Regions from separate parts of the Drosophila melanogaster genome. Here region 2 is linked to region 1. The links are chromatin contacts, called in public Hi-C maps. All regions are on one chromosome and are shown on one strand. The core of a region is the stretch at or near the end of the contact, and the rest is flanking DNA. Distances in the headings are between cores, read along the strand shown. Region 1 holds the start of acs (arcus). Region 2 holds the start of sls (sallimus).

Evidence for each region. Hi-C and Micro-C count contacts between places; a contact is called where the count stands out from the background.
Region 2: a Hi-C map of the Kc167 cell line shows a contact between it and region 1, with 2.2 times the contacts expected there. A contact is called at or near these places in 22 of 107 Hi-C or Micro-C datasets (the Clone 8 cell line, the Kc167 cell line, the ML-DmBG3-c2 cell line and 6 more) and 2 of 7 datasets of targeted methods (both in the Kc167 cell line).

What each region holds. Positions count from the first base shown.
Region 1 is chr3L:1,967,739-1,972,892 of dm6, forward strand. It overlaps acs (arcus), which reads left to right and starts at 3,900. Exons shown (of 9, transcript NM_139429.2): 1 at 3,900-4,083; 2 at 4,336-4,461; 3 at 4,525-4,675; 4 at 4,739-4,860. The coding sequence starts at 4,079. CG11815 reads right to left here and starts at 3,462. Exons shown (of 1, transcript NM_139428.3): 1 at 2,453-3,462. The coding sequence starts at 3,392. The coding sequence ends at 2,541. It overlaps CG1927, which reads right to left and starts at 2,341. Exons shown (of 3, transcript NM_139427.4): 1 at 1,862-2,341. The coding sequence starts at 1,879.
Region 2 is chr3L:2,113,428-2,118,234 of dm6, forward strand. sls (sallimus) reads right to left here and starts at 2,184. Exons shown (of 31, transcript NM_001274385.1): 1 at 1,973-2,184; 2 at 699-1,039. The coding sequence starts at 870. It overlaps zormin (zormin,), which reads right to left. Exons shown (of 17, transcript NM_001043113.2): 17 at 4,039-4,196. The coding sequence ends at 4,189.

The DNA of each region.
Region 1 (5,154 bases), core at 2,650-5,149:
AGCAGATGACTCTGTTCATCTATTGTCTGGCTTTCTAATGTGTTTTACGAACAGCGGGTATACAAGATTTAAGAGAGCTTCCCTTACACATTTCTCTTGAGCTCTCTTTGCCACATTTATATTGTTTATGAAATGTTATCGGAGGTCGGCGGGCGACGAACAAGAAGCAGACGCCAGTCACAGAAATGTGTTTATATATCCCGAAAATAGAATCACGTACGCCTATTCTGATAACATCGCCAGATCGTACACCAGGGCGTATGAATAATGAACCGCTTGCGACACCTGAGATTACCACTACTATTACTAGGCACTAATGCATCCCACCCGACTTCTTACCACGAACATGGCTACTTCGGTACTGAAAACTAGACCCCCAAAAACCCACGAAGGCGAACAGAGCCAGAAACTCAAGTATCACTTATCAGTTGCGGCTGGAAGTCGGGCCGATCGACAGACGCCGCCTTCTTATCGGTTCTATAAAATAGGGCGTGGAAATCGAGGGGGGGGGGGCAACTCCGCCCCCTTAGTCTATTAAGGTGCAATTAATGCTTATGGACGGCAGAAAATTGTAAATTGCACATGCAATTACAGACTTTTTCACTCAATTTCACAGTCCTTTGTTTTTGCCATAGTGACACTAATAACTTGAGTTGCATAAGCACCGACCGGTTTGCGTGTCCAATGTGATTTGATCAGAACACATATAATACAAACTGATGGGGCTAAATTGATAATCTCCCTGATCTCTGATTGGCAATCGAATAAATTGAGTTATTGAGTTATATCGAAACTACTTTGTATCAAACAGAGACTGACATTTAATCGAACCTTAGCTTGACAACCTGTGGGCATTATGTTCCCAAGATCACGAAGGCAATTAAACACAATCGCTGTCGATTTGTACTAAAACGTATATTCATATTAGATTATTATTATATTGGCACAGTGCAATACATTTAATTATCTTGCTGAACTTGATGGTGATCTTCAAATTTCTGGGAAAGTTACCACCAAAACTACGTGCAAGGCAAACTAAACTCTTTATAACTACTCCTAAAATATATAGAAGTACAGATAGCAAACCTATGATGAGTTGGTAGCATGATAAGTTGGCTACTCCCACTCGAGTTCAGATTATTTTTAAAGTCAAAACGCTTATCGAACAGCAAGACAAAATAAATAAAATACCTTACAATTGCTAGCTTGATAAGTAAATTGTTATTTGAGCCTGACAAATGCCTTCACTTGTTTCGTTCCCAAGTCGCTTGTTAAGTTCATAAACTGTATAATCCACATTTAACCGTGGGTTGTATAACACATTACATAGAAAAGGGTGGATTTTTATTTTCTCAGTGCTTTTCATGTTTTGGTCAAAAGCATGTATTTGAGCACCCCTCTTGATGACGTCCATCATAAACAAAGTTGACTTATGTCAACTGAATGTACTATGTACGGTGGTGAGCCCTTTTGAAAAAAAGACTGTAATGGCAGATAAGCGGTCGAACATAAAAACAAGGCCAGCTAATCAATGTGACTAGATAATCTACACTATATTTAGTTTATGAATTTGGCTATTGCGTTCTCTTTTCGGCTTACTGGAGTCACAGTTGGCTTAGTGCTGTAGTCTGTAATTAACTGAGTATGGGATTTGGCCCGGCATTTTATGGCACCTTAATTACAAGCCCGACATGAGCCGCAAAAAATCCTACAGATCCCACTCTTCTTTGTATATATATATGTATATTTGTTTTCCAACTAACCAAGATGGTTAACTGGTTTACAGATCGCAGCTTTCATAGTACATCTGGCTCTCTTTTCTCTTTTCCGTTTGGCACTTCTCTCCGCTTTTGGCACTTACCTTAATGGAATAACCCATGGCTGCTGTCTGGCTTATGGTTTATTTTCACAGTTATGTCGGCGTCTGGCTTTGTATTTATTTGTCAAAACTATTTTTCACGCGAACCACAAACAGAAACTCACACAAACAACGTATATCTGCGAATTTATATGCGAGTGTGTGTGTGTATATTTTGATCCACTGCAATCGGAATATTATATGGACGAGGAAACTGTGCTACGATGGATATTTCGAAACCGGTTAAGCGGTTCGCCAGTTGCCTTTGCTGTTTTTGCCCGTTTCATTTGCGGCTCGATTGTTGTGTTTATTTTGGTTGAGGGGCGACCTGTTGGCTTTTCGATGATTTGGGAGATCCGCAATTAAATTTGCATAGCCAATCGGTATAATGACTAAAAAAAAAACGTAGTTTCGATATCGGATTTTCACGCTTCTCTCGGCGAACTCGAACTTTTTCCACACACGCACACCGAACAACTGATTTCAATTCGTTGGGAGAGAAAATCGGATGGTGTGACCGCTAATATGCCACCAGTATATACCAGTTTTCGAAAGAGCTTTTTCAAAGCTCAACACACTAAAAATACTGGAATTAAACTACAATTCATTTATTAAGCTACCAAATAACGTACATTTTTGAACAATATTGTTCATTTTTCAAGAGTAACGCAGTCTGCTTTATTTAATCCTTTTTGTTGTCATCGCCTTCACACTTTCCTTCCTCCTTCTTTTGTTGCTCCTTCTTTTTGATGTCTTCTTCCTTCTTTTGGCACCAAGCTTTCAGTTCATCCTCGCTCATGTCCTGGACTTTCTTCTCCTTGGGCGAGGACTTGGCCTCCTTCTTTTCCTGCTCCTTCTTTTTGATGTCCTCTTCCTTTTTCTGGCACCAAGCCTTCAGTTCCTCCTCGCTCATGTCCTGGATTTTCTTCTCCTTGGGCGAGGACTTGGCCTCCTTCTTTTCCTGCTCCTTCTTTTTGATGTCCTCCTCCTTTTTCTTGCACCACTCCTTTAGCTCCTCCTCACTCATCTCCTGGAGACACTTCTCCTCGGCCGAAGATTTGGCCTTCTGGATTTTCTTGGCTTGGTTGGAGAGTATCGCATCGCACTCGCTTTCCAGCTTCTTCATGGTCTCCAGTTGGGCCTCGCCACACTCGGATTCTTCGTCGGCTTCGATGGATGCCTGTAGTCCTCCGTCCAATCGACGTTCGTCTCGTAACTCCACAGCCGTGACCGTGAGTTCCATAAATGAGAATCGATGATAGCCAAAGTAAGTTGGGTTCTTGTAGGGCAGCGCTTTGCCTGCTCCTGGTCCCAGCTTCTCATCCGGTCCACTGAACTGGCGGAAGGAAGAGGGTCTCACAAACGGCGGCACATCGATCCCATTGTGATCGACACTGGTCGGTTGGTAGCCCTCATCCGGTGGATCCTTTGGTGGGCGAGGGGTGTTCGATGGCTTGTTGCTCAACTTGGGCTTATCAGACAGGCGGCGAAGAATTACAGGTTTTATGAACAATCGAAGTGGATTCTTAGACATTTTCGGGAGCACTTTTGTTTTAAAGTAAATGTTTTTAAATTTTACTGTTGCTCAAAACAGGAGATGTCATTTTCAGAGGTTACTGTGTAAAATTGAAAATATACATCTCTACATCACGTATACGCCCTGATATCCTAAAGCTTTATTCTGTAAAGTAAAATGTAAGCTTTGTGTGGAAGTATCGACTAACTAGAAATGTTGAATTCAATGATGTCCAAGCTTTTGCCATAATATATTAGGTATAAAGAGTTTGATGATTGTCGATGAACTTTTCGGGAGGTTCAAACCGATCAGCAAACTGGTTAAGGCCTTCATTCTGGTTTTATTATTTCCACTTAAGAGTGCACATAATATTTTGGCATACATTTCGGATTGCTGCACTCCGGTTTCCCACGTTCCCCGCGAAGTCTTCTGATACGGCTGATTATCGTGCAATTATCTTTCCAAGATTATCAGCACGGTTTACGAACGAGAGGTGTTGAGCGGCTTCGACCGGGATCCGAAATTTAGTATCCGTCCGGTGGGCCAGGCACTCGGTTGAGTCCCCAAGAAATCTGGTTGGGCCGGGAATTCGCAATCACGAAACGATCTTTGTCTCTTTGGCGACTTAATTGCGTGTGATAAAAGATTTATACGCCCGCGAGCTCAAGTAGCTTTATCAAATACTCGGTCGCTACTTTATCGCTATGAAGTGAGTAGTCTTCGTATTCTTCTGGTTTCGAGATCGTAAAAAATAAGCTAACTGATGCGCAAACACAATAAATGACAAAACATTAGCCTCAACCAAATCCCGGTTAAGAAATTGTATATTTTTACGACCTTTAATTTTGAACCAACATCTTTTCTCGAGGAACCTCCTTGGCGCTTATTGTTTAACGACCCGAACCCATTTATCAATCAATCAATTCACCTCAAAAACAACTTTTAATTGCTCCCCCAACAGCGACGATATAAAAACCGTGACGGTTTACCCAACCACACTGGAATTAACGACCCCAACAAAATCAGCGAATGGCAGTAACGATGATTACGATCCTCATCAGCACCGCGAGCTGAAGAATCCCACTACGTAAGCATAGATTTTCAACAGTGCTGAGCTCAGAGAATCATTTTCAGGCCCCACTTTCCCCAGAAACTTTCAGACATTCGCCCACTTCCTGAAGGCTTCCGTGGGCACTGGCGTCCTGGCCATGCCCAGTGCCTTCGCACACGCAGGATATGTGAATGGCACCCTTCTCACGCTGATCATTGGATCGCTGGCCCTCTACTGCCTGCACATTTTGGTGGGTTTTTGGTGGGAGTCACATAGAAATTTCCTTACTTACTTATATATACTTGATTTACAGATCAAATGCATGTACATACTGTGCAAGCGGCAGCGGGTTCCCTACGTCAGCTTTTCGCAGGCCATGAATCTGGGACTCAAACAAGGTCCACCCTGGCTGCGTTGTTTGGCACCCATTGCCGTGTAAGTGAAGTAACTCGGCAAAACAACTGCTATCTATAACTTCCCTCTATATATTGATTAACTTTCTAAGTGCTTTTTAATGATTACTCAATTGGGTAATGAAAATCTTATCTTGTTGTTGATCAATAGATTTTCACTACGATTTATTGTATCTTTATCTTTACAATAGCACCCTAAAATATGGGGGCACATCCCAATAGTTTGTTTAGTAATTGGTTTACATCGCTTATCAATAATATCTTGAGGGTTTTTTTTATTCAATTACTTGCTTAAGTTGCGGAAGGTTTACCAATT
Region 2 (4,807 bases), core at 934-3,433, 140 kb after region 1:
TAGGTTGAATAGTATATTCCAACAGTTCTAAAAGCATAAGTAAATAAAGTTAGTTCATAATATCTGCAACAATAACCTCAATAGCTTATAACAATTTAACAATCTCTGACGCAGGTGCAACATAAAACAGTCTTTTGATTTTTTCCCAAGAAACTTTCGACTGATTCAATAAAATCAATCTTTTAAGTTTTCCAATACGGAGCTTCGGTTAAACAGAAAGTAAAATCCTATGGAATATATTCTTACTAAGATAAAATTGACGGAATACTGGACTAGACTACTGGACTAGGAATACTAGCAATTGGTCCATAGCGACTTATTGAAAAAAAAAACTACACGACCTTAACCATAAATCTATTAGCAAAACTTTTAGACAAAAATCCACTTTAAATCAAGTTATACCCATTAAAAGACCATAACATAAAACCCAAAGGATTAGGTATGTGCTTATGTTTTTTGAAAGAACTTTTAGATTCGCCCTGCAAGAAATGAATGATATCAAGGCCAAAGCAGTAAAGGAACGAGCTTGATGATTAAATGCTTTGTCCTGGATCCTTCGGCCATTCAGCGGAAATTGCTTGGGGACAGTGGGGATTCTAAATCCACGGTGTGAATCCCACCGAGCCTCGCAAACTTCCCTGAGATCGGCCGTCTCCCTCAACGGGGGACATCCAAGGACACATGGGACGAGGACTGACCTTGCCGCTGGGTGGTGACCTGGCTGCGCTGGACGTGCTGCTCGGTGCGGCTAATCCTTTGCTCCTGGTGCTGCTCCTGGCTGGAGTGCGAGTACTCCTGGCTGGAGAACTGCTGCACCTGCTGGTGCTGCTGGTTTTGCTGCTGGTACGGGTTCGGATTTTGTCGTTGCATTTTGCTTCGTTATATATCACTATATATCATTTAAAATGACAACCAAATCGTTGCAGAATGAACTGCACTGTAGAATTGAACACCTCGCGATCACTCTTTCTTTGATTTGCTTCTTCACTTGATATACTTCTATATATATTTATATCTCTTTGGTCGCTTCTTTAAATTGCTGAAATAGAAATAATAATTGGTAGGAACTTTCACTTTAATTAGGCAACGAAAATTCACGGCACTTGTTATTTATCACTGCGATTTCGGCCAACATTTATATTCATTTTATTGCCTTGCATCTTTGAATTTCTTTAATGTTTGGCTGTCACACATTTTGTTTAATGGCTTTGAAATTTCCTTCTCGATATACGAGTAGATATAAATCAGGCGAGATCGGAGATCTTCGCATGACGTTCATATCAGCCATCCTTCTTCATATTCATTTTCATATTCTTTCGCCTGTGAGGCATTTCCAACTATTTTTAGCCCCGAGAATACACTGCGACACACAGATACGCACTCACACACACACACACACTTGTTCTCATACACACAAAGAAACACAGTCGGTGGTAGCTTCTTATTTTTCACGGGGCTATTAATAAACATTTTTCTGGTTTCTCCTATAGGAAAACCTTGCATTGGCCCAGTGATCTCCGTTTAAGAATGTTCACAATTTTTCAGACACTATCTTGGCTGCTCCAGCGTATAATCCTTGCCGGGATCAGCCAGGATAATGCATATCGCACACATGGCACAGCCGCGTATACGTGATCTTTTGATTTGTGCAGGTTCGACTATATATATATAGATTGCTTGATATCTGTTTGCACACGATTTCACAGTCCATTCGTTGAATTGGGTGCGGACCCACGAAGTGGAGCCACCGAAGCACCGATCCGATACGATACGATCCGAATCGGAATCGGAATCGGAATCCGAAACGAAGCACCCGATCGGGCGATATTTTTAGATATTTAGCGCACTGAAAAATTCTTTCGGCATTTTTCTCAAAGTGGTTTCGTAACCAGAGAAAATTTTCATGAACACTTTTTGCATTCACAATTCCTGCAGGATTTGCATAATTTTCACACTTTACACTGATCCTTACTCGAAATTGCGATATCCTTTCGACGTTCTATATATATATTTGCGTTTGTGCGGGGCTCTAAGCGAACGAAATGGCTGCGAACGTATACATATATCTGTACCGTGTGGTGCGTTTAGATATAGATATATGTATATTCTTTTAAAAAATATCTATTTTCAAACTGTTTCAAGTCATAATCCCCGAGACTGAAACCAAGACGTCGATCGTTTCTGAGGTGCGAGCGAAGAATGACAAAATCTCTCGGAAAATGCGATCAAGTAGCTGTGCCTGCCCAGCCGAATCTCGCCCGAATCGACACGATTCCAAACGATCTCCCGCCGAGAGAGAAAATCTTGCTCCACATGAGATATTTTTGCATTTTCCTCGGGAAAACAGTCTCACAGCTTTTAATGCACTACACAGCACGATGGGGTGTATAGGTTTTCCGGGCATGTTTGATATATTATTCCAAATCTGCTGTAGATATTCTATTTCAAATTTTTCCTTATCCTGTGAATCTCAATAACTCCGTACTCCGTTTTCTTATTGGGATATTTATCAAAACTAAATTGCTGGGTGTCCAGTAGTTCGATGGAAAATCGTCCCAGAGTCTTGGCCATTCTCGTTGAATCGACAATGAGAGATATCTCTGAGGATTTTGAAAAGTGTTCGGGCTTTGAGTAAGTTGGCTAAAAATATATGCCGATTTATTTTTGACACGTATTTTTCAACATTGTGTGCACGAAAACGAAGACATCCTACAGAAATTCTAGATACTGTTAGAGTCAAATGCATACACACGGCACAGATAGATCCCTATCTATTGATTCCAGCTAAAGATTCGTTTAGAATGCTGCCCTCCAAACCGAAACCGAAAATCAGAAGGAAATATCTATCAGAGTTGAACTTGTATAAATAAATAAGACAGCAATTGCAATTGGATCTTGGAATTATCATTTGCACAATACAATCAAATTTGGCTCATGTTTGCTTTGCCTTCGCGTTTATTTTTTTTTCACATTTTCCACATAATTTATTTTGTTTGTCTAAATTTAAAACCACATAAGATGTATAGATATGTATAAAATTTGGCTCGTCCGCCCGCCTCTTGATACATATAACTTGATTATTCATTCTGTCTCTTAATCATCAGCACCGAGATGTATTTCAGTGACCAATTGGCGAAAAAATGTCGCAACTTTCTATTTCTTTTTCGCCATTTCAGAAAATCCGAAAATACAAAGTGCAACTAAATCGACAGTTGGCTTTGGCCTTTTATGGCGCGGAGTTGTCGTTGTCCCAAGGCAGCCACTATATCGCTGTATACGGCAACCCGGTTTGCAATGGTCATGCAATATTGTTTTTTATTGTGCACAAATTAATTGTTAACATGGCCACTGGCCAGCAGTAGAGTAGCAGAGCCAACCCAGTAACATAATCATTAAATTACAAACTCGGCAAAGTTGATTCTAGGCAGCCAGGCGCAGCGACGGCAAAGTTTCGACTGTCACCGACCAGGTACAAATGTATCTGCAAATGTATCTACAGGCATTTAAGTGCCCCGTGCAGAGATAAGCCGAGTAACAGAAACAGGCAGCACGCATCGCGGCTAGCTTTCTTCTGGTTCTGGCTAAATTATATCCACCGAAACAACAACAGCAGCAGTAACAGTTAGCCGGTTCTGCAAGGCAGATTGCAAAGACAGTTTGCGTTTGTTGCTAGCAGCGATGCGCTACGAAAATGAATGGCATGCAGTGAAAGAAATATTTGCATTTAAATGGTACATTGCCCGACATTATAAAATTAGTTCGAAACTCATTACGCTTTTGATAACTACTACATATAGTATAGATCTTTTAATTAGATGGCTGATCATAAGCTGAAATTTGTCACTTTATTTTTTTCAAGTGCACAGCTTTTCCAAGCAACCATTCACTTGACAGCTGTCCGTAAGATTAAGAGCACTTATCTATCTGACCAGGCTGAGGCTGTATCTGTATCTTATCTGCCGTCGCAGATACTTTGTGCAAAAAAATTCGCCCAATTATGTCACTGCCCGAGAATGTGCCAACAAACACAACACTTGTACAAGAAAACATTTCACTTGTCTTTTTAATTAGTATTATTAATGGTTTAGTATACATAATAAGGCAACAGTAGGTTTAGTTCGTTTTAGTTTTGCTCAAAAATTAGTTTGGCTTCTCCCAGCCACGGGCTCTCGAACACGGGCGATGCATTCAATTTACTGCAAACAAGAAAAAGAATTCGAGTTCAATTAACGATCGTACAGAAGACCAGATCGACAGGATGGAACAACAGATGCTGGATGAGTTGACACTTGAGCGTTGGAATCAAGCGGGCGGGCAGAACATGCAACATGCAACAGGCAGTGGGAAAGATGAATGTAAAGTATCTCTGGATTATGGTATGAGAATGCCACCCCCCCAAGCCGATGAGCCGAGCTGGCGACCCCAAGCCAAGCCAAGCCCATCTTAATGCTATAAATACACTACGGAATGTTCTTTTCTTTGCTTTGTACTTTTTTTTTTTAACGCAGATGTAATGAGTCGCGTTAGCAGATCTGCATTGCCAGAGTTTCGTCTGGCATCGAATTTCGCGACCATTGCAGCCAGCCTCAATCTCAAAGTCAATCCCAATCCAAGTTCCAGGTCCCAGTCCCGGTCTTGAGCCCCTCCATTCAGCAAAACCATAAAACCGAAACGAAATGTCGACAACTACGATGTTGCGGCTACTGCACTGCATGCCAAGCGGCAATTTAGGTATAAAATGTCCAAACCTGGTCGACTCGAACCTTGCAACAGGGTATCGGAATAGTCTAGTACATGAGGCAAAAAA